Linked DNA regions of Mus musculus: regions 1, 2, 3, 4, 6 and 7 are each linked to region 5. The links are chromatin contacts, called in public capture Hi-C and promoter capture Hi-C maps. All regions are on one chromosome and are shown on one strand. Each heading gives the region's core, a stretch centred on a gene start, on an enhancer-like site or on the middle of the called end of the contact. The rest is flanking DNA. Distances are from core to core; before and after follow the strand shown.

Region 1 (3,501 bases), core at 686-3,185, 1.1 Mb after region 5:
CTTCCTAGCTCCTACATGGTTGCTCACAAACGTTAACTCCAGTTCCAGAAGATCTAGTGCCCTCTTATGGTCTCAGAGGGCATCAGGCATTGCAAGTGGTGCAAAGGTATACATGTAAGCAAAATACAAATATACACTTAAAGTAAAAATAAAATCGGGGGGGGGGGGGGACACACCTGAAATTAGCATTCTAGAAGCAAGACAACTGTGTCATTTCCCAATTGGCATTACTATAACAACACTAATGTGCTAAAAACACCATGCTAAACAAATCCAAATACAGGTCTAATTCTGTTTCCACCAATGAGAAAATCCAAAGTCACACTGAATAAAAAGATTTCATCTCCATTCATTATGGATCTTTCACAAAATTAATTTAACTTTCTTCATTTTATTATTTGATTTGTTGGTTTATTGTTTTTTTGAGAAAGGATCTCTATAGTCCTGGCTGTCATGGAGTTTGATATGAAGACCAGGATGGCTCTGAACTTACAGAGATCCTCCTGCCATTGCCTCCTGAGTGTTGGGATTAAAGACACGGACCACCATGCCCAACTTTCTTAATTTTAAAACTTCTATCTGCTGTGGTATCCTGTTAAACTTTCTGAGAATGAAAACTTGAAAAAATTAAGGGATAAATAATTTGCCAACTAATTAATCCATTAAGCCCTGATGGCTTGTCCTGAAGTAGACAAGACAAATGCACAGGAAATGGAAGCAAAGTGAGTCTCGGGCTAGAGCTCTGGCTCTCAAGCCTGGACGTCTGCATTGGAGTCCCAGTTGTATTGTCTTGCTAGTTGTGTGCCCTCATTCAAGATAAACTTCCTTGCTTGCTGCCTCATGTAATAAAAGTGACAAAAATATATAATGTACCTGATATTTACCTCATGGGGAAACTGTGCAAGTTAAGTATCTTAGTGCATATAAAGCACTCAGCACATAAGCAGCCAATATTTATCACAATGATGCTCAACTTGGGAAAGAGCTCCCTCTTGCACCACAGAATTACACTACACATTCTTAAACTGTCCCCAAAGGCACAAGTCCTCGGCCATCTCCATCCCAAAAGATAAAGAACCGCTTTTTGTTGGAGATGCTGGGAAGCGAATACAGGGCTTGTTAATGCTAGGCAAGAGCTTTACCATGAAGCTACACCCCAACTCCTGAAAGCACTTTTCCGAAGACTAGGGTCCCCGAAATCTCCATAAATAAATTCTGACCTAAGCTACGTTAAAGACTAACGTTAGTTTTTTGCTTCACGCACTTATCAAGTTAGAACCTCAAAACATTTATCAAATTAGAACCTCAAAAACCTGGGGGGGGGTTGTTTGTTTGTTTACACAAGTTTATCAGTGCAGCATTATAAACTCCAGTTACACTTTCACATTCCTGGTTTGGGGAAGCCAATCCCGAGAAAGACTAGCTATTAATCTGCCCAAGGTCAACCAAAGAATTCTGAAGGTAAGTAACGGAAACCACCTCTCTGGACCCCGCAAACCCTAGGCTATAAACCCGGACTAAGAGAGCCCCGGGAGGTGCTTTGTTGAGCTAGGTCCCGGGCCCGCCAACCTCGAAGCCTTACCTCTTTGGGGTCTCCAGATCCAGTGAGCATCTTTCGTTCGTCCTCTAGTCCCATGTCGGGAGCCGGTTTGGGATCCAACAAGCGCAACCAGAGTAGTACTCCACTTCAGGTTTAAGAAGGACTAGTAAGGGTCACTCGACGGATATCCGGCGACCTGGCCGGAAGTGCGGCATACTCCTCGTAGTCCCGAACACACGCACAAATTGGGCTGTACTACTCGCTAGCTACGAGACGTAGGGGGAGCTGCTATATACGCCTGCAAAGAATTTGCTAAGAAACATCCTTTCGGTCACTTCTTGCCCAAATGTGTTGATCTACAGTATTTTTCCAAGTAGTATTCCCTAAGATACTTGAGTCATCTGCTCCTCTGTTTGACGATCTTTTAATGTTGTTTCTGTTCTTCCCCATATCCCTTATGGAGCGGTCCTAAAAGCTGACCTCTTCAAGATGGCGGCCCGCGGGTGTCATTCTCGGGCTCGCGCACCTCCCCAAGATGGCGGCGCCCGAGGCCTGGCGCGCCCGGAGTTGCTGGTTCTGTGAGGTAGCGGCAGCAACGACCATGGAGGCCACGTCCCGGGAGGCGGCGCCAGCGAAGAGCTCGGCCTCGGGCCCCAGCGCTCCCCCCGCCCTGTTCGAGCTGTGCGGGCGGGCAGTGAGCGCCCATATGGGGGTTCTGGAGAGCGGGGTGTGGGGTAAGTCGCGGAGTGAGGGGCGACCTCCGGCAGCGAGCGGGGGCGGCCCGGCGGCCAGGGGGCGCGGGGGGCGAGGCCGAGAGGCCCGGGGCCAGGCCCAGCTGGGAGCCCCGGGAGTTCGATGGTGGAGTCGGAACAGAAATTCCGTGACTGACAGGGCGGGACGGAGTGAAGCCTGAGACCGAGGGAGCCGGTGAAGCCGAGCCGCGGCTCGCCTGGGGGGCGCGGGGGGCGAGGCCAGAAGGCCCGGTACGGGGCAGAGCTGCCAGGGCCCTAGCGACGGGGGCTGGAGTAGCAGGCCGGAGCCACAGGCTCGGAACTGACACTGGGCTGGACCGGACTGAACGGAGGATTCTCGGATCTCGAACCGACGGGGCAGGGATGGCCGGGCTGCCCCGGGGCAGGGACCGACTTTGGCAGGCCCGACCCGAGGCAAGGAGGCCAGGCCCGCAGCCACCTGCGCTGCCGGCCCGGGGCCTCCGCTGTCCGCCGGGCACACCACCGGTACCTGGACTCCGGGAGCCCCGCGGATGGGCGGGGTGGGACAGCCCAGTGGAGAGCGAGCGAGGGACCGGAGTCGCGGGGAGAAGCCGAAAAGGCTGGGAGCGCCGTGGCCTGTTTGACGGCCCGAGCGAGGGCTGAAGGGAGCGCACCGACGCCCCAGACCTCGCTGCTAAACTGAGCTGCGGGTCTGCCCGCCGAGCAGGTAGCGCCGGTGGCCTTCTGGATGGACCGGGGCGGTGGTGGAGAAGGTAGGAAAGTGAGTGGAGGGCTCCGGGAGACGCTCCGTAAGCACGGACAGGCTCGGGAGACCGGCCGGCGGGAAGGGCCGAAGAGGCCTCAGGCCGGGCAGGGGCCAGGGTATCCCGGACTGCGGAGCTAGAGTCGGGTGAGACGCGTCATGGGGAAGAGGCCTTGGGCCGAATAGGAGGGAGCCGAGGCCTTAGTTGTGAGAGCGGCCGGTACGGAGGGGCTGGACCCGGCTAGACAGTCCGCTCCGCTCCGGTGTGAGCCAAGGCCTTCTGCTCCCCGACCAGATGGCAAGGAGGCCCTGCTGGAGGAGGATACCGCAGGCCAGCGGCCTGGCAACTTAAGCGGGGAAAGGGTCCACGACGTGAAAAGTGAGAGTAGAGAGTTAAAGAGAAAGTTAGGGCCTTCAGGGGAGACAAGGGAGGGAGGCCATGGGCCTGACAGAATTGGTGCTAGTGGAGTAGGGTCAGGCTGAAG
Region 2 (3,236 bases), core at 469-2,968, 1.1 Mb after region 5:
GGCTGGCCTGAATATACTATGTAGTTAGGGAAGCACACAGAATATATTAGTACACCACCACCCCCACTTTTGGCAGGCCTGGAACCCAACATTACCATTCCTTGGTTTTGATATTCTCCTCCCACCAAGAAAACTGAAACTGTATTAATTTCTAGTGAACCTACCTGGAGGATAACAATTTTTTTAAGATTTATTTATTTATTATATGTAAGTACACTGTAGCTGTCTTCAGACACTCCAGAAGAGGGCATCAGATCTCATTACAGATGGTTGTGAGCCACCATGTGGTTGCTGGGATTTGAACTCAGGACCTTTGTAAGAGCAGTCAGTGCTCTTAACCACTGAGTCATCTCTCCAGCCCCAAGGATAACAATTTTATTAATCTTCTCCAATGCTTAGTATACTGTAAATTTTCATTAAAATTTACTTACGCGGGGCAGTAGTGGCAAACACCTTCACTTTCAACACTGGGTAGCAGAGGCAAGGGAACCTCTGTGTGAGTTCAAGGCCAGCCTGGTCTACAAACAGAGTTCCAGAACAGCCAGGGCTACACAGAGAAACACTGTTTCAAAAAAAAAACCTTAAGTGCCAGGTGTGCCTGGCACATGCCTACGACCACACACTGCATTTGGGAGACAGACCATAGTCTACAGACCTGGTGAGAAGCTCATCTCAAAAAAAAAAAAAAAAAAAAAAAAAGCTTCAAAAATGTATGAAAGGTACTTTCTCAAGATGACTATGAACCTCATTTTCCTTATTCCCCTAAACACTCACTACTGTCCCAGGCTGCCAGTCTTCATCATCTGATGATCTGTCTTCTGGTTTCCTCCTAGCCAACTGGCTGGGAGCTAAGCTCCTCCTCTGCAAGGGAGAACAGAAAGTGAGTTCCTGCAGTGATCCTGCAGCCAGGCCCCTTAAGTCAGCTTAAGGTCACACTTACCATCCTGGCCCCAGAAGCATCAAATGTCAAGTGCCCATCAGCGAAGTTAAAAGCACTCAGCAACAGAGAATGCAGGACCAGGGGATGCTATAAAAGGAAGTTGCTATATCATTGAAAATATTGTCTTAAGAGTCGGTATGAGGGGAGGGGATGCAATCAGAGGATGAGGCTTGGGTCCAAACCAGGAATGTCGGTCCCCAAGTTCCTCAAGGTCAAAATATCCAAAGCCAAGTCCAAGCGGAGCTGGGTCTAAATCTAGGATGGGAAAGAAGACAGATTGAAGTTGCAGATGAGCAAAGTGGAGTTGGAATAACGTCCCTAGCTGGGCTGCTTCCCTGAGAGTAACACCTACGAAAAAGTACAGTCTTAAGTACGAAGGCGAGACGCCTGAATTCTTAGGAGAGGGATAGAATTTACCAGAGCTGGACCGACATCAAACCTCAGTGTGAGGAAGGCAAGCAGAGACCTAGGAACGCCTTGTGGGAAGTTAAACAGGAACCCAGGAAGGACCAGTTAAAAATCCAGGTTGGGAGGAGGAGAATCTTAGAAGCTGAAGAGAGGCAAAGAGCGACTCCGGTATCTTTCCCCTTATTCTTCCTCTTCCCAAAGCGCGCGTTAAGAGCCTCCAGGCAGTGTCAATCGAACCTCCCGCCACTCTGCCACCACAGTCCCCTATTGGCTGCGTTCAGTGAACTTGACGCTCGACGATCCGGCCTAAAGGAAGGGGCGGGCCTAGGGCTGAGGCTAATAAGGGTCTTGGATTTCCGCCCAGAGGCTCAACAGACCACTAGGAGCTGTGGCTTATCCTGGTGGCAGCAACAGGCAGGTGCCAGAATTCTTACTTGCCAACGGTCCCTCTTCCTGGCTCCTGCCTTTGGCCGAAGCAGCTGAACCAAATAGATGTTTTGCACCGAAGTACTGTGCGGAGGAGTTGCTACTGGAATAGATTTCAAAAGGCAGCACATTTTTGGGAATTTGATTCAGGCTCTTTATTGTGCCAGACCTGGAGCAGAAATCTGAGCTGGAAGCAGGCAAGGCCAGTGGCCAGTCAAAAGGTGAGCGGAGGTGTTGGTGCTGCACTGCCAATTGGTCTGAGATGTCTTGAAATAAGCTAGCTGTCTTTTCCTGGGGCATAGTCACCCATTCTCTAAAAATCCGTTTTTCCTTTAAGTGATATTATTATAGTACCTCTCCTAAGGGATTATTCACAGGGTCTAATTAAAGTGAACAAAGTAGCTGCGCCTGGTAGCGCAGGCCTTTAATTATAGTACTCACTAGGCATAGGCAAGCAGATCTCTGTGAGACTAGCCTGGTCTTCATAATGAGTTCCAGGACAGCGACAGCTCTGTAGAAAGACCCTCCAAGAACGGGAAAAAAAAAAAGTGTTCAAAGTATTTAACATAGCCCCCATGTATTACCTAAGTGCTCACTAATCAAAATAGCATGCCCATTACACTTAATCACTATCTACTTAAAAGGATCTCCTTAGCTATTATAAATCATTTACTATCCTCAGATAAGGTTTATTGTCCCCATTTTGTCGTGTGTGTGTGTGTGTGTGTGTGTGTGTGTGTGTGTGTGTGTGGTGTCTTGGGGGCACTAGGAATATAGCATAGTGGTAGAACTTCGTGAGGCGGTCACTGCTGAGGTTTGTTGTTATTTGAGACAAGGTCTTGCTGTGTAACCCGGTTATCTTTAAACTTATGACCCTCTGTCATCCCCAGCCCGCCTAGCAGAAATGAGGATATACTAAAGAGATACTTATGTCCTTTCCTTGGCTTTTGGGAACAATGAACCGAAGAAATTTTAATTTCCATAGGAATATCTTGCTGGGAGACAAGAAGGCTGTGAGCAACTTAATGAAAAACAAAATCACATACACAAAAAGAACAGTTAACTTCTTTGCCATGACTATGAGGTCAGCCTGGGCTGTATAGTCAAAATCTGTCTCAAAATGGGGGGTATAAGGGATGTGTGGATGTGGATAAAAGCATGTGTCACCTAAGCCTGAGGACATGAGTTCAGTGCCCACAGCCCACACCAAGGTGAAAGGAGAGAACTGATCCACAAACTTGACCTCTGACCTCCATATGTACAGCATGGCACATGCGCACCCTCATACAAACATCATGTACATACACGCTCTAATAACAGAGAAATATTCTTTAAAGGAAAGAAACTCTACCTAGCCCTAGAAAATATATAAGTATTTCCTTTTTTTTTTTTAATCTCAATTTCTTCTTTTTTTTTTTTTTCTTTTTTTTTTTTTTTTCTGAGACAGGGTTTCTCTGTATAG
Region 3 (3,133 bases), core at 556-3,055, 1.6 Mb after region 5:
AACCCACTAGGAAAGGAACCAAAAGGTGATAGGGTAAACTGTACGGAGTGAAACGTCATCTAAAACATAAACCTATAGAAAAACCAATCAAATATCTCACAGACACCTTTACTTTTACCCAAGGCAAAACTTGGTTAAAAAAAAAAAAAATGCTCAAGGGACAGAAAAAAATAGAATCCAGGACCTAAAAAAGGCAAGGTAAACTGGAAAATCGAACCTGTATGGAAAATAACTTCTTTCCTCGAACTGATGAATGCTTCTGTGCATATGGGAGAGATCAAGTTAGATTAGCACTTTAAAGCTCTCAAATCAAGCATTCCTCCTTTGGGGTCCTTTCGCTTAGCAAACTCATCTAGCAAGTAAACACTAGACTGATAGCTACATACAGCCTTTACCGAAGACACTACGCAAGTAAAGTGTCCCTTGAAGCAACAAAATCCCCGTCCCACATACCGAAAACCTAACGAATCAAGACACTTCTCCGCAAAGGTTAAGAGTTACAAAGCTTCAGTCCCGTAGCCACCCTCAAGATTACTGTAAACCTGGTAGTGAGTATATAATAAAATTCATTGCGCCCCACCGACCCGGCAAAAGCAGCATCCACTCCAAACAATGGAGTTTTCCCGCCTCCTACAGGCCCCGCCCACTCCTAAGAGCCAAAACTACGACGATCAGCGTGCAAAGCCCCGCCCTCTGAGAGGCCCCACCCACCCGCGTCCCCTGTTCCAAGCCTCCATCCTCGTGTGGGTTTTTTTTTTTTTTTTTTTTTTTTGGCGCCAAATCTGTTGGCCAATTTCTCGGTACGTCTACAGACTCTCTACAGAGACGCACCCTAGGAGTGCGCGATCAGGAGGGGCTCAAGGACCGACTGGAGCCGGGCCCCGCCTACCTACCGGCAACCTCGGGCAAGGGGTGGAAAAAAGGGGCCGGCGATGGAGCCAGCCACCGCTGCCCCCGGCAAGATGGCGGCCGTGAAAAGCCGGGCAGGGGGCGCCAGCCACCCGCCGTTACCGCTGGCGCGCCAGCTCTTCGCAAGTAGGGCTTCTCCACAGAGCAACCCTCTCCGCACGGCCGCCGTTGTTCCGGGGAAGGCAGCTGTCCCACCCACCAGCCCGTCCCGCCCGGGAAGCCAAGTCCCCGGACTCTCCCTGAGGACTGGCCTCAAGCTCGCCACAGTCCCGCTTACTTGTCAGCGGAAACCAGCTCCGCGGCGATGGCAGCAGCGGCTGTAGACTCTGTGGCCATCGTTCCCCTGAGGTGGTGGGCCAGTGGGCAGAACACTGCCTGCGAAGAAAACCAGAGAATTCCGGACAGCAGAGACTCACTCAGGTAGAGAAAATGGCAGATTGGAGACCCCGCGCGGTTGAGGCCCTCTTATATACCAGGTCCCTTGTCCCGCCCATCCACTTCCGGATCCTCCCCCCTCGGATTTAAAGGACTAGGACTCAACACCTTTCTGTCACAAGGACACAGCCCTGTATCCCTTCCCGTTTGGGTATCTTCCCGCCCTAGCCCGTTTTTCCTTAAAAAAAGAAAAAAAGAAAAAGAAAGTAAGATAGAAAGGAAAAAGAAAACAAAAATCAAACAATTTCCTGCTTCTGTGGCTAGTCGTGATAGAAGCAAAATCTCAGTACTACAACTTCTGAATGGGAGCCAGCCTAGAGATTCCACAATTAAGTGGAGCCAGTGAGTCTCTGCGACTGTGGAAAAAGTAGTCCCGAAGGTGTCTTTCTGACGGGGATACCCGAGAAGGTGACAGGTATTCCCTATGTCCTCTCAGTCTTAACGGATGGAAACGCAAGAGCTGAGCACGAGTACAGCAGCAACGGCTAGAACTGACCAGACAGACGCGTGGCTCTGGGCCTCAGCAACTACTGACGAAACAAGATGCTGCTCTAGGATTGGCTACAGATAAAACTATCGCGCTTGATTCAAAACTCTTAGAGGGGCAAAGGGATGCGGGTGTTTAGATCCACCGCCTTTGACTGATCCAATCCGTTGCTGCCATCATCTTACTTTACCCACGTCCAAGTTGTTAAGTTAAATCCTGTACTTAAAACACTTTAAATATTTTAGCTGTCTCTCTTTTTTTTTCTTTCATATATATTAGGTAGGGACTTACAGTCTATCCCTGGCTAGCCTGAAACTTGCTATTTAGACCCACTGATCTCTAACCCACAGACATCTGCCTGCCTGTGATTGCGAGGGCTGGGATTACAGGTGAGCAGCACCACACACGCCTTCTTTTACAACCTTTTGTAACTCCAGTTCAAGGGCATTCAATCAATGCCTTCCTGTGACCACCAGAGCCACTAGGCACACACATGGTACACATTTATGTATGCAGATACACTCATACACATTAAATAAAAGTAAATGTGGCTGGAAAATTCGCTAGGAGGTTAGGAGCACTTGTTATTCTTGCAAAGGATCCTGTTTCAATTCCCAGCACCCACAAGGCGCCTCACCACTTCGTTAAGCTCCAGGCATGCATATGGTGCACAGACATGGATGTAGGTAAAGCATTTATTCACACAAAATGAAAAAAAAAAAAAAGAACTAAAAATGGATAAATAGAAATAAGTGGGTTCCTTTAAAAAATAACTTGGGGGGGGCTGGTGAGATGGCTCAGTGGGTAAGAGCACCCGACTGCTCTTCCAAAGGTCTGAAGTTCAAATCCCAGCAACCACATGGTGGCTCACAACCATCTGTAACAAGATCTGACGCCCTCTTCTGGAGTGTCTGAAGACAGCTACAGTGTACTTACATATAATAAATAAATAAATCTTAAAAAAAAAATAACTTGGGTATGATGGCACACACCTTTATAATTTATTTAGTTGTATTTCATGTACATTGGTATCTTGTCTGCATGTATGTCTGTGTAAGGGTGTCTGAACCCTTGGAACAAGAACTACAGATAGTTTGTTCCTCTCCAAGAATAGCCAGTGCTCTTTAACCGGTGAGCCATCTCTCCAGTCCTAGCACACACCTTTAATCTCAGCACTCAGGAGGCAGACTGGTCTCCCTGGATTTGAACCCAGAATGTTTTACAGAGCTAGTTCTAAGACAGCACACCTGTTTCAGCACTCCAAAGGCAGAAGCTGTTGAGGCAACCTAATCTATGTAAGGA
Region 4 (3,270 bases), core at 68-2,567, 1.6 Mb after region 5:
TAGTACTCCATAGCAGTTATTATTTGACATAGTAAATATTTTACTTATTTATAATTTGCCCATTGTTTTCCTTCCTCACTTGAATACATATTTCTATATCTGCCATAGCCAAACAGTTATTGACAAATAGTGCTCAACTAACCTTTGAAGATGCTCCAGAAACTTTCTGGATGAAGTGTAGCATTCTGGTTTCTGCTCAGGGTTTTGTCCAGGGAAAATGCAATTCCGATTCATATATTTTTATAGTTGAGGGGGATGGCTGAATTTGAAGCAACGCCCTATACATAAAACAAGATATCGCTTAATTGTATACATTTTATACATTTATAAGAAGTCGTTGCTGGGCAGTGGTAGTGCACGCCTTTAATCCCAGCACTTAGCATTGGGAGGCAGAGGCAGGCGGATCTCTGAGTTCAAGGCCAGCCTGGTCTACAGAGTGAGTTCCAGGACAGCCAGGGTTATACAGAGAAACCCTGTCTCAAAAAAAACCCAAAACAACAACAACAACAACAAAAAGTCAAGAAAATCTCTTCGATGAAACATAATTTATTTTGATTTATTTATGTATTTATTTGCCAAAGTGTCACATATTAAGGAAATACGTTTTGTGCTGTTTTTGTTTTCTGAAGAATAATTTTAGTTTTGGCTGTTTGGTTTAATAAAAAGAGCAATGTGAAACTGAACATTTGGATTTAGCAAACATCTCTACCACTTCTTAGGCACCAGTGCCTCATCTTTAAAACTGACAGTTATACCTTTTGTTCCCAATAATCATATATTCTCTTTAGTTATTGTGTACTCGGGGCTGTGGAATTTTTACACTATAAATGAGAGCAGCCACAAATATCGCTTTGTTGTGAATCAAGCAATGTAATTAAATGTTTTCCATATATTCTCCACCTTTTGGAATTCAGTAACCAGTGGAGCACGTGTTTTCTAATTTTGGAGGATTATAATCAGGCTGAAGCCCTGAGACAGAAGCTGATGTGGAGATTAAAAAACTAAAAGCCGTGGCCAACTCGCTCATTCCACGAAAAAAAAAAATGACCAAATGTTTTCATTTCGCCAACGCAACTACCACAAACTGGAAGCTCCTAGCTGACATTTTAGCGACACGAGCGGAATTTAGACACAAAAGGTCCTTAAGACGCGTGGGGTAACTATACATCTATATACCAATACCAATCCTTAGTGACCCCACCACCACCTCCTTCCCAAAGTGTACCCTTGACAACCCTGAAACGTACTTGCCACCATCACACGGCGCAAAAGTTGAACAAATTCAACCAGAAACACCGAAACAACACTTCCGGCAACTGGAATCACACAGCCCCCCCACTTCCTGAGTGCAGGAAAATGGGTCCGGATGGGAATTAACGGTAGCAAGTTCCGACTCTTCTCTTTCCGTTTTTGAATGCTTCCCTCCCTCAGTTATTTTACATTATTTTTAATGTGGATGTTCATGCATGTGCCCACTCAGGCGAGAGGCTTGGATTCCCCACAGTATAGGTGCTGGGAGCTGATCTGAGGTTCTCTGTAAGAGCAGTAAGTGCCTTTAACCACAGAGCTGAGGGCTAGTCTAAAATATTCTAATTGAAGTCAGCTTTCAGATACCTTACAAGTCTCTGTTATGGGATCTCTAACCAGTTTAACACACACACACACATATTCAGGAAGTAGAGTACAATTTCTGAAATAACCCCCAGTAACAGTAGTGGAAGAAGCTAGGAGGAGACTTGGAGTTGGCTGATTTGGCCTACGGAATTATTTTATTTTTTTAAAGGCAGGATTGCCTGGAACGCTTAACTTGCAAAACAACGTTGTTGAGTCGACTGGACACATCTTCCTCCGCATTTGAGTCCTTTATTACTACCACTGGGCGAGAAAGAGGTGTTGATTTTGTTTTTACCTTATTCTCTATTACCTAGAAATTACATTGAGGAATACAGAAGACTGGGGCCCAACATTCAGAATTCTATGAATCAAAGTGTGGCGTTAGGGGCATTGAGCTTGAAGGTCATCCAGGAAGTAACATTGTTGAATTTATCCTCTGTGTGATTTATTCTAAGTCTCCTCTCCCACCCCCAACCTGCCATCTGTCGACCAAAAGGAACAGCTACCAAGTACTTCGAGCGTTCTTGGCTCCTTGTGTAAAAAGCTGAAGACAAAAAGGAGAGTTCATTTACGTAGGGACTCCTTTTTGACTACTTCCTCCATTCTAAGCAGTAAAACTAACTTCCTGAAACATTCGTTTTTAGTGAGACGCTGTCCGCCAGTTTTATTACCTTCTCTGGCAAGGTTGTACGGTCCCTTCCTGTCGTGCAATAGCCAAGAGAGTGCTTATAGACTCTTTTGGGGGTTTATTAGCAAAGACTGGGCTGGAGCAGATTTCAACCCTCCATTCTGGCGGCTCCGTGACGCCTGCAATGCCCATGAACTACAACTCCCGGCAGGTAGTGCGCCCACACCGCCGCGCATGCTCTAGTCCGGAGGGGCGGGAGTATGTGTGTGTCTATGGCTTGCCTAGGACTGTAGTTTCCACGGCGCGCGCCTGTGAATGGAGGGGCAAAGGTGTACAGGGCTCGGAAAACACACTCTTCCGCTACTTGTTTGACAATTCTAGTAGTTGGCGAAGCATCTGGTTCACAATCGAGGTGTGAGAAGGTGAAGAAAGAATGGGTGGGGGAAGAACTGGTACAAATATATCCTCCCATATTCACGTGCTCCCAGGCCGGAGGACCCGGCTGGGAGCTTTAAAGGGGCGTGCTGAATTCGGCTGGTCCTCGCCCCAAGAGCGGCACAAGGAGAGGCGAAGGCTTTGCGGAAGGGAGAGTGGACCGACCGGCGTCGCGCCGAAGGGCGCCGGGGGCGGGGCGGGAAGTAACCGCTGCAGGAGCAGCCCAACGTTTCCAGAGCGAGCCGCGGGCGCCCGGGCGGGGTCACGAAAGCTGGAGCTCACGCCTGCGCGTGCGCCGGTGCTAGTGGGCGTGAAGGAGGCGGGCCGAAGCGGCAGAGGGAGGGCCCAGCCGGCCGTCGCTCCTCCTCCACCCGCTCTGCCCCCTCCTGGGCCTTGTGGGCCGGGCAGCCATTTTGGGAAGAGCTTTGTTATGGTTGTGGGCTAGTCACCTCTGCTGGTCGGAGAAGCTGAGGACGCGTCCTCAGACGCCGCGAGTCGTCCTTGACCGTAGCCCCGCCGCTGCCGGGTGAGTATGGGTCCTGGACACCGAGCAGAAGGAGACCTGGAGTGGTCCCGGCACGGGCTCCGCCGGC
Region 5 (3,241 bases), core at 178-2,677:
GGGATTAACGGTGTGCACTACCACAAGCACTGGGTTTCATAACCTTTTAAGATTTATTTATGGGCTATGCATGTGTGGCAGCCAGGGATGGGTGTGCCCAAGGAGGCCAGAAGACAACTGTGATCTATCTAACCAGGATGCCGGCAACCAAGATGATCTGCAAGATCAGCAAGTGCTCTTAACCACTGAGCTATCTCTACAGCCCCAGATTTTACCTGTTAAAAGTATTTACTTAGTGTGTGGTGCTAGTCACTCAACCCAGGACCCTGCACATGCTGGGGTCCTACACTACTACTTAGCTGCATACTAGCCTCCCAGAACAGTCTCAGATATACAGAAAATAAATGAAGCACACCTCCCACGCACTTTCCTCTTTTTTTTTTTAACATCTTATATAAGTATGTACATTTGTTTCTATTAACCCAACATTGATACATTATTAATTTAAAGTCTTTTATGTATTTAGATTTTTACCTGCCTTTTAAAAAATACACAAAGTTTAATGTAACATGAACTAATCCTAAGAACACGTTTGCTACCTTCCCCTAACACTATAGACGTGCTTCCTTTTTAATTTAAGTCTTTTCTTGTTTTGTTTTAATTACAACGAATGCCTGATCATCTCAAAGATCTCCAACATGGACCTCTGGCAGCACGCACACATAAATCACACACCACAACTGTCCCCAATATCAGCACTGGAAATAAGTATAAATAGCCACCAGTATTTTCTGTTCAACGAGAAGGAATTTCCCAAAATTGGTAAGATCGATCATATTTTAGAAACAACTTAAAGCAAATTTAACCTCCTCTATCTCTGATCATCTAAGGGCTTGAAAACTTTTTTTCTCCTGAGACAGGGTCTCATGCAGACCAAGTTGGTCTTTGATTTGCTTCGTAGCTTAGAAGACCTCTCTGCCTCCACCCACCTCTTCAAAGCTGGGACTAAGGCGGCGCACCACCACACTCGACTCTAGTCTTTTGAGACAGGGTCTCTAAATAATTCCAGCTTGTCTCTAACTCGTGGCGAGCCTCCTGTCTCAGCACCTGCCTCGGAAGAGCGCAGGAATTACAGGGGAGAACCAAGCTTGGCTAAGTGGATCCCAGCAGTCAGACCACAATCTGTGCAGGAAGCACTTCCAGCAAACCAGCCGGGATTTCTTTTTTTAACTGCGCATGCGTTTGGCCAATGCCAGCCAAACCGGAACTTAACCGTTGACCAAATGAAGGTTTAAATCCTCTGAGTAGTGACACAGAGCTGCGATGGCGCCCTCGGTTCTTTAAAGAACCTTGGGATAGGGCGAGCGCTAATCCCAGGCTGGGCTCCGATTGGTCGTCACAGCAGTCTGCAGTTGAGACGTTGCGTGACGACCGTGGTACCGCCCCTGCAGCGGGACTGGCCGGGCTTCTGGCCAATCAGCAGGCGCGGCGCGCCCTTTGGTTCCCTCCAGCGAGCGCTTGCCGCCTCGGTTCCCGCGACCCCAACGTCCCAGAGGCGGGGCCGCAGTCATCTGAGACGCTACCTGGATCCTGACTCTGCGTGCCCAACAAACGGGCCCAACAACCAAACCCTAGCTTGGCGGCGGCCGTGACAACAGCGACGGTGGATCTTTGAGCTCCTGATTCCCCGAGGCGCCCTACGGGCCCGGGAAGCACGGTGAGTAACAAGCGGCCTGTAAGGTCGGAGTTAGCGCGGTGGAACCGATGACCACAGGGCCGCCAGGGGAGAAAGAAGGCGGACCTCACTGCTAAAAAATGGGAAAGAAGTTTACATTGTGACGTGCCTCAGATTGACTTCACTGTAGAAATTTCTTGGAGACTGAAACCCTGATCCTTGCTTTTTTGCATTCTTTCTATCTGACCCAGACTGTGTAAGGAATCTATTACGTGTTTATAGTCCGTGGTCTACAGGAAGTAGACCTATGTCAAAAGTGAGGCGTGGACGTACAGTGTCTGAACACAAAGACAGTGATGTCACCCTGAGAGATTGCACATTCGTGTTGGGGGTTGGATGATAGGATTTAGTAGGAAATTCCAAAGGAAGGGGAGGACAGCCTGTGTAGTCCTATCGACTGCTGATAGTCGAGTTAGGACTGGAGGATGAGTGACCGGGGTTATGGTTGCAGTAATTGGGTAGGACCTTAATATGAAGGGTTTTTATTTTATATATGAAGAAAAGCTATTGACTTTCTAGTCAGGGGAAAAACTTGTACATAAACCCATTTGTGTCTGCACTGGAGGGACTTGTCAGTAAATCTGGCTGGGCTGAGGAGGACAGCTAAGGTGGGAGGCCAGAAAGAACTTTCTATGGGTAAGAGGGAGAAGAGGTGAGGGTGACTTGATGGTCCTCATTTGCTGCACAATGAAGACATTCCCTGAGCAGACTATTTTTGTTAGGTACAGGTTTGTACAGCTTTGGCTCCATTAGCTTTATAAGTAATACTATCAAGATGAGCTAGTTATCAAATCTCATTTGGTGGCTTTCAGATGAGAAAGACCTAATGCATGAAAGGAGAGACAGGCACTTAAGTCATTCCTGTTGGTGAGGAAAACTTATACTTTGTGGGGGTAGAGTTATCAGTGTGATTACTGATACCATGGCAGTCAACTGCTAAAGAAAGGCTTCTTTTAAAACAAGCAAACAAACAAACAAGAAAAACAAGCCTGTATTTCAAGAAGTTTCATATCTCTGGGATAAGTTTTAATTGATCCTTAAAGGTTATATCCAGTAGAACTTTGCTCTCCCAATATTTTTAGCCTTAGACTATATAGAAAAGGTCTCTTCTAAATGACTTACACCTTTGTTAGTAATCCTCTATCTTGAGTCAGATGATTCATTTTTTAAATTTTTCATTAGTGTTTAAAATGTATTTATTGTGTGTTCATGTGTGTGCATGTGCACATGTATGCTGCAGTGTGCATGTGGAGGTCTGAGGATGACTTTCAGGAGTCGGCTCCTTCTGCCAGTAGGTCCTCGGAATCGATCAAACTCAGGCTGTTAGTTTTGACAGCAAGCACTTTTAGCCTCTGAGCCATCTTACGTAAGGCCCTAAGATTGTTATCTATTGTTAGCATTGCTGTTGTGCTATGTATGTGATATGTGCATGTGAGAGCAGAAGTCTGTCCCACTGTGTGCATGTGGAGATCAAAGGACAACGTTCCAGAGTCTGTTCTTTGTTTCCACCTCGAATTCTGAGAACTGAATCATTAGCCTTGCGACAGCAACTACTAAGCCTCTTTG
Region 6 (3,198 bases), core at 205-2,704, 1.2 Mb after region 5:
TCAAACACAATGGGCTTTGTTACTCCAGTGTAAAGAGGAAACAGCCGTTTTGGCCTCCTCAGACTGTATTGTATGGCAGGATGGCAATTCTAGGCACAGGTTAGCTATTCAGGGTTCCCCAGCAAGTTAATTAGCTGTTTCTGAAATGCATGAAAATGTTCAGCATTTTTTCTGAAGCAAGTCTCAGAACTTTAAGCTTGGAAGGAGGGACCTGTGTGTTAGGAAGTGGGAAACAGAAAAGCGCCTTTTTGGTAGGGGAATGCAACACCTGTGACTTACCACAGAAAACACACAGACACTGTAATTTAAAAAATCTATTTAATTCTTATTTCTTTATTTTCTGATTTGAGTACTAGAACTGGAGGGCTCGATGAGATGCCTCACTCTTTGCTTGAGCGTAACTATGGGTTCTAAAGTCCTTCAGTGTGAAGCGGAGTAGCGGGGGGGGGGGGGGATGACTCCCCAAGGAACATTCAAGGTTCAGGTACCCTCAGGGAGTGTGTGTGTGGGGGGGGTGGGGTGGGGGACGATGGGGATCTTGTCTGGACAGAGAGTCCTGCAAGTGGGCTTGGCGACCTTTGCTGTATCTGATGATTTAACACCGGGGTAGGGGAGGGCGAACGCAGCAAGGTGAAGAGGTTTGTGAGGAGGAACTCTGCCCAGAGACTTCCAATGGAGCAGAAGAGTGTGCGCCCCGCCAAGTGACAGCACGCCCCGCTGCCGCCGCTCCCCTCCCCCCGCAGCTAGTCTCCAGGCAGAAGAGTCTCGCGCCAGCCCGTTCTCCCCCTCGTCACTCGTCCGGGAGGACCGAGCCACAGCGGGAAGCCCCGCCAGTCTCCGGGCAGCTTGAGCCCCCGAGCGCTCGCCCAGCCTGTCAGTAACCGCCGTTTGCGCCTTCTTTCTTTCTCCACACCCCCTCTTCTTCCTCCTCTTTTCTTTTCCCCTCTGCCTTTGTCCCGCTTAGTAACTGAGGTCCGACCAATCGCCGCCTTACCGGCCGGCGCCGGCTATCTCCTGATTGGCTCGCTTGGGGCGCGCAGCCGTCTCCGCTCCTCAGCTGGAGCAGGGCAGACAAAAGACGCAGGCTCGGGCTCCGGCAACCGGGCTCAGCCAATCACCATCCGCCCCCCACTCTTGGAGGAGCTCGCGTGCGCCCGGCTCCGACTCCTGGCGAGCGGCCAGCGCCCGGACTGTACCATTCTGAGCGAGGCTAGGGGGTAATGGCAAAGTCTGATTAAAGTGTCGAGTCTCGCAGGCTGACGGGGAGAGTTAAAAGTCGAAGCGGAGGGTGGTGGCAGTCTTCATTTCTTAGGCACTTGACAATCTTTGCAGTTAAGGTGCAAAGGAGTGGAAAGGACAGTCGAGCTACCGGCTCTTCCTCCTGTCCTGCCCGGTTGGTTGGCGCCTCAGCGGGGGTGGCAAGGGGGGAGGGCGGGGGAGGAGGTCCCCTCAGCGCAGTTAAAATGAAACTCTAGTGGTTGGAGCCAGGGCAGAGCGTGAGGGGAGCCGGCGCTGTCGTGGTTACCTTTACTACTCGGGCACAGTCGAGCTGACTGGACTCTCCAAGGGGTCGCCATCCCGAAGCTGCGGAAGCTTGGGTTCCCAGCCTGACGCGAATAGAGCCCGAGTCCCAATCCCAGAGGGAATCGCTCTCCGCAGACCAGTGGGACCCCGAAACTTGAACGCAAACCCCCTTTTCAAGCCTTTGTCACTTCCCCAGCTTTCTCCCAACGCGTTCTTTTTTCCCCCTTCCTCTCCATTCTCTCTTCTCCGAAGGACACAAAAGTGGCTTCCGCTGAAAGATTAGGAGGCGGTGGGAGCTTTTCCCTTTGGAGAGCGATTGTGTAGGAAGGATTTTCGGGAAGCTGCTTTTTAACACCACTGCTCTTTGCTTTCCGAGCTTCCCTGTAACCCTCTGAGGTAAAAACCCCGTAGCTTGAAAGTTCGGGGTATTTTGTTGGGTGCTTTAGGAGGAGAGAAGAGGAGGACCTTGTCCTCATCCTAGTAGTTTGGCTGGACTTGTACTGGCCGTTGGAAACCCCCAAGTACATTTCCGTGTGGAACTTTTGCAAATATATATTTAGATTTTAAATATCAGATAAAAGATATATATGCTTTTTATATATTTCCCGACGACCTGCCCCTGACAGCGCGATGTACAATACGGTGTGGAGTATGGACCGCGATGACGCAGACTGGAGGGAGGTGATGATGCCCTATTCGACAGAACTGATATTTTATATTGAAATGGATCCTCCAGGTATTTGAGAGCAAACTTGTTATTTTTATTATTTTTTAAAATTTTTGGATGGGTCTGATTTGTGCTTAACAAAACCCCGGTGACGTTTTCAGGCCAGAAGTATTCTTGGGTGCGCCAGGTTCGGGATGAGGGGTAGATTGCAGTTATAGCTGCAGTAAAACTGCTCTGGCTTACACCTTTAAAGTTTGCAGTTAGGACCCTGATCCCATTGTCCTGAGGGGGTGGGGGCGGGGGGACTGGAGTGGGAGGAAAGACCCGTTTTGGTTTGGCCTTTGCATGTCATTCAGGGTTTTGACGGCCCTCCACTTTTTTTTTTTTTTTTAATCAAGATTTCTGCTGGCAAGGGATGTATTATAATCCATGCTTGAAGAATTTCCCTTTGTGGCGATTCCTTAAAGCTTATACTTTAGTGCAGTTATCTGCTATGGTTCGTTGTTATTTTACCTTGGTTAACTTTAGAAACTGAGTTGCCTTTGTGATTATTCATTTTGAGACTCCGTGCTTCTCTCATAGAAACCAAATGCCGGTTAGTGATTTTCAGGGATTGTGCGTTCTTATTCATTCATGGCCTTAGTCTGAGGCTTTTTTTCTCCTATGCATATAGTTTCTTAGGTCTGCATGTAGTATTTTACTACTCGTTAATTAATTTATGGTGATTTAACTTAATTTGGGGGGTAGAATTGATATAATTTCGACTCTTAAAAATAAAGAATCTTTCTCTTTCCCGTGAATGGGATATATACATATCTGTGATAGGTTTCTATATATGTACATGTGAATTGTACATATAAATATATTTTTATTTGAGGACTTTGAGGCCACTAGAGTTATTTTGTGTTTCTCACAGTGAAGGAGAAAACAAAACAAAACAAAGTTTTTTTGTTCTTTAAAGTGTGCCTCATTTTATGGTTATTATAGCTGTCAGATATTCAAACCCT
Region 7 (3,353 bases), core at 816-3,315, 1.1 Mb after region 5:
GGACAGGAAGTAGGAGCAACAGTTTTGAGGACAGCGGTCTCTGGGGGAGGTTCTTTTGGGCAGGAATTTGAAGTAGTTGTGATGGCTGGCTCCATACATGGACTAAAGAGGCCAAAGGACTGGGAGGGAGGCTGAGGACAGGTGTTGGTCTTATGGGATTTAGAATGGCTAGGAGGAGTGTGGTGGGGTGTATTGTCTAGGGACCGACACTTGTAGGGATTGCGTCGTGATTCAGGGGATTTGGGGGACTTCATTTGAGGGGGAGCTGAGGTAGGAGGGCGGGGTTCATTATAACCTCTGGGTGACTGAGGTGGAGCTACACACTGGTTGTTCAGGGGAGATGGGAAATACGGGGAAGGATTAGGACACTGAGGAAGAGGTGGTCCTGTGGTGCAGGAAGGACCAGAAATTATAGTACCTGGGGTTAGTAAGAGGTAAGAGTTCCCCCCAGGCTCCCACAGAAAGGACCCTACACAGGGCTTCTGGAGAGCCTGAGGCAGGGATGAGCTAGGAGAACCAGCACTCTCAGGTGGTAGGTTGATAACACAGAAAGGACTCCTAGGGGCAGATATCTGGGAATCTGGGCATAAATGGGAATAATGAATACAGCCCTCTTGAGGTGAGATGGGAGAGCCAGACATGCCTGCCTGAGAAGAAAGTGGAGGGCCACAGCCATTTTTCCCAAGAGGTACATCAAGCTGTGGTTTAGGTTCACAAGAGTTTGGAGGCATAGGGTTGTCGTGGTAAGGGTTGCCAGAGGGTGGGGAAGATGCTGAAGAAAGGGGAGGATCATTGTAACTTCTTCTAGAGGGACAGTGGGGCCCTCGGTGAGAAATGGATGCAGGGGTTAGAGGTCTAGTTTCCACAGATCGGTGAGCAAGGGGAGGTGAAATTGCAAGGCCAGGTCTCAGGGGCCGATGGGTAAGAAGAGGTGAAATGATGGAGTAATTTCCCTGGGACCCTGGCATAAGGGGAGTCGAAATCACCGGGCCTGTCTCCAAGGTTATATGAGTAAGTTCAGGGGAAGTTACTGGGCTGGCTCTAGGGGCCTGATGAATGAGAGGTGGGGAAGTCACATAACAAAGACGCGGACTTGGAGGGCATGAACGCTGAGATTCTGGGGAATCAATATAGTTGCAACATAGGTTCCGCTGATGAGGAGAGGGTGACCCCTGAAGGCTGAATCGGTCAAAACAAGGAGAGGATGAACCAGCTGGCTCTTGTCTGTACAGCCTTCCTAGGAGTGGAGAAAAGGGTTCAAAGGGGCACCTCTCCGGTGGGGGTGGGGAGGAGAGGACTGGGGGCGGAGGGGGCGGGGTGGGGATCCGTCGAGGTAAGCACGGAGAAGAAATGGTGAGGCAAGAGAAAGGTTCTCTAGAGTAAGGGGGGTTGGTGAATCTGTTGCCTGCATTTGGAGAAAGGCCAGCATTACAGGAAAGGTGGTCGTTGAAGTCTTTCCCGGGCGCCACAGGCACCTCGAGAGTGAGAACAGGGGTGAATCCTTTCCTGCAGGACGACGGAGACTCAGGAGGGAAGGAGTAGTTGTTAGGGCAGTCTGCTTGAGGTGAAGTTGAAGGGGCTGAAATTTTAAGGAGGAAAGGAGGGGAAGAGTTCATGGGACTGGAGGGGAAGGGTAAGAGGGAGGAAAGAAAAGGAAAAAGAAGGGTGGGAAGGGCAAGATAAAAGTAAGCAAGAAAAAGTAACATGAGGCGATGTAACGTCACCGAATGAAAGCTCAGGCCGTGACTTAACAGAGAGGGGCGGAGTCAGGGGGCTGCTTACGCAACAGGAAGAGGCTTGTGGTTAATAAAAGGACAGGCAGGCGTGAGACAAGAGCTCCAAGAAGGTTACGGTCCCTGGAGTTCATGTCCCGAATGCAACTGTGAGTGACGGGAAACGCAAGGGCTGGATAAGTCTCCCTCTAATGTCAGACCTTACCCATTTCTTCTTATATCGATATCTCCGCGGGACCGGCGTGAAGTCCACGAGCTTCAGCAGCTTCCGAACACATCTTAAGACGGGCGCAGCCATGTCAACTAACAACGCCAATAATTCCGACTGAAACTGCAGCTGCGCTCTCGCGGGTTCCGGGAAGGATTGAGGGCTGCTTAGAATATCAGCGGCAGACAGGGCGGGGCTAGGCTTGCGGCGCCCCCAGGGCTCCGCCTACCTCCACACCCCACCCACCAGAATCCTCGGGGCGCACACGAAGCGGTGGCTGTGCTAGAGCATCTAAAGGAGCTCCTAGGAAGTTGCAGGGAAGGCCTTCTGGGCTCAACCTGCATGGAGAAAGCTGCCGAGGTAGAACGAAATTAGAGCAGACTATAGACAGAAGCGGAATTGCTAGGAAGCCATAGAAGCCAGTTTCAAGATCTTCCTTTTAGACGGTTCTTTTCAAGACTCGGTACCTAATTTTGTGTTCTTTCTGAGACTATCAAATTGACTACGCCGCTTAGGATCCAAGAAGAAAGGGGGTGATCACTATTTTTAGAAATGATCGTTTGGCTGAGCAGAGTGGCATATGTCTTTATTCCAGCACTTGGAAGGCAGAAGCAGACGGATCTCTGTGAGTTCCAGGCCAAGCTTGGTTTTCATAGCTACAGGTCAGACAGCTTTTCTGTAACCTTACATTTATTCTTATAATGTATTGCCACCCACCATATAGTATAATCAGCTAAGTCGTAATTTTTTAAAAATGTTAAGTATGTCAAACTGATCTCTGGAAGTTGTGGGGCAGCCAACGTCTTTGAATTAGTGAGCTCCAGATTCCATGAGACCATCTGAAGACGTGTGGTGTTGACCTGCAGCTGCCATTCATAGACCATATGCACATATGCATGAACATATACAAACATATAACACACTCTTTTCTTTTCCTTTTGATTTTTGAGACAAGATCTCACTACATAGTCGTGGCTGGCCTATAACTCTCTATGTACACCAGGCTAGCCTGGAAATTATACCTGCTTGCTTCCGTCTCCCAAGGGCTGGGATTAAAAGGGTGTGCCCAAACTGTAACTCATACAAATATAGAATGAGCACCTGCCAAAAATTGTACTCATCATCCAAGTCACATACGTATCTGTCATTATCTTTTTTTTTTTTTTTTTTTTTTTTTTTTGGTTTTTCGAGACAGGATTTCTCTGTATAGCCTTGGCTGTCCTGGAACTCACTTTATAGACCAGGCTAGCCTCGAACTCAGAAATCTGCCTGCCTCTGCCTCCCAAGCGCTGGGATTAAAGGCATGCGCCACCACCGACTGGCTATCTGTCATTATCTTAAACAATAAAAGTAAAATAAGACTTAAACAAGTGAGAATTTGAGTTTCAAAATTTTAGTGAGCCAAATGAGGC

Evidence for each region. Promoter capture Hi-C pulls out the DNA fragments that hold promoters and counts their contacts. Capture Hi-C pulls out chosen DNA fragments and counts their contacts.
Region 1: a promoter capture Hi-C map of hematopoietic stem and progenitor cells shows a contact between it and region 5. The contact joins the promoter of Lrrc41 here to the promoter of Stil in region 5. A contact is called at or near these places in 9 of 39 promoter capture datasets (the HPC-7 cell line, cranial neural crest, erythroid cells and 6 more), 4 of 115 datasets of contacts at active chromatin or transcription factors (embryonic stem cells, epiblast stem cells, extraembryonic endoderm stem cells and 1 more) and 3 of 9 other capture datasets (adipose tissue, embryonic stem cells and liver).
Region 2: a promoter capture Hi-C map of pre-B cells shows a contact between it and region 5. The contact joins the promoter of 2510003B16Rik here to the promoter of Stil in region 5. A contact is called at or near these places in 2 of 39 promoter capture datasets (cranial neural crest and pre-B cells), 1 of 484 Hi-C or Micro-C datasets (B cells) and 1 of 115 datasets of contacts at active chromatin or transcription factors (embryonic stem cells).
Region 3: a contact with region 5 is called in a capture Hi-C map of macrophages, with 6 times the contacts expected there. The contact joins the promoter of Nasp here to the promoter of Stil in region 5. A contact is called at or near these places in 1 of 39 promoter capture datasets (cranial neural crest) and 1 of 9 other capture datasets (macrophages).
Region 4: a promoter capture Hi-C map of pre-B cells shows a contact between it and region 5. The contact joins the promoter of Tmem69 here to the promoter of Stil in region 5. A contact is called at or near these places in 3 of 39 promoter capture datasets (cranial neural crest, neutrophils and pre-B cells).
Region 6: a promoter capture Hi-C map of pre-B cells shows a contact between it and region 5, with 3 times the contacts expected there. The contact joins the promoter of Pik3r3 here to the promoter of Stil in region 5. A contact is called at or near these places in 2 of 39 promoter capture datasets (cranial neural crest and pre-B cells).
Region 7: a promoter capture Hi-C map of pre-B cells shows a contact between it and region 5, with 2.8 times the contacts expected there. The contact joins the promoter of Nsun4 here to the promoter of Stil in region 5. A contact is called at or near these places in 9 of 39 promoter capture datasets (3T3-L1-derived adipocytes, the C10 cell line, the HPC-7 cell line and 5 more), 1 of 484 Hi-C or Micro-C datasets (B cells), 2 of 115 datasets of contacts at active chromatin or transcription factors (extraembryonic endoderm stem cells and stem cell-derived neural progenitor cells) and 1 of 9 other capture datasets (adipose tissue).

What each region holds. Positions count from the first base shown.
Region 1 is chr4:116,073,334-116,076,834 of GRCm38.p6, forward strand. It overlaps Lrrc41 (leucine rich repeat containing 41), which reads left to right and starts at 1,936. Exons shown (of 10, transcript NM_153521.2): 1 at 1,936-2,274. The coding sequence starts at 2,076. Uqcrh (ubiquinol-cytochrome c reductase hinge protein) reads right to left here and starts at 1,737. Exons shown (of 4, transcript NM_025641.3): 1 at 1,583-1,737. The coding sequence starts at 1,636.
Region 2 is chr4:116,122,122-116,125,357 of GRCm38.p6, forward strand. It overlaps 2510003B16Rik (RIKEN cDNA 2510003B16 gene), which reads left to right and starts at 1,719. Exons shown (of 3, transcript NR_131048.1): 1 at 1,719-1,995. Rad54l (RAD54 like (S. cerevisiae)) reads right to left here and starts at 1,568. Exons shown (of 18, transcript NM_009015.3): 1 at 941-1,568; 2 at 775-861. The coding sequence starts at 943.
Region 3 is chr4:116,626,146-116,629,278 of GRCm38.p6, forward strand. It overlaps Nasp (nuclear autoantigenic sperm protein (histone-binding)), which reads right to left and starts at 1,806. Exons shown (of 16, transcript NM_016777.3): 1 at 1,745-1,806; 2 at 1,187-1,284. The coding sequence starts at 1,245.
Region 4 is chr4:116,554,626-116,557,895 of GRCm38.p6, forward strand. Tmem69 (transmembrane protein 69) reads right to left here and starts at 1,318. Exons shown (of 3, transcript NM_177670.4): 1 at 1,248-1,318; 2 at 143-278. The coding sequence starts at 184. It overlaps Gpbp1l1 (GC-rich promoter binding protein 1-like 1), which reads left to right and starts at 3,033. Exons shown (of 12, transcript NM_029868.3): 1 at 3,033-3,203.
Region 5 is chr4:114,998,691-115,001,931 of GRCm38.p6, forward strand. Stil (Scl/Tal1 interrupting locus) reads left to right here and starts at 1,428. Exons shown (of 17, transcript NM_009185.3): 1 at 1,428-1,657.
Region 6 is chr4:116,220,154-116,223,351 of GRCm38.p6, forward strand. Pik3r3 (phosphoinositide-3-kinase regulatory subunit 3) reads left to right here and starts at 1,455. Exons shown (of 10, transcript NM_181585.6): 1 at 1,455-2,260. The coding sequence starts at 2,155.
Region 7 is chr4:116,051,746-116,055,098 of GRCm38.p6, forward strand. Nsun4 (NOL1/NOP2/Sun domain family, member 4) reads right to left here and starts at 2,066. Exons shown (of 6, transcript NM_028142.5): 1 at 1,939-2,066. The coding sequence starts at 2,031.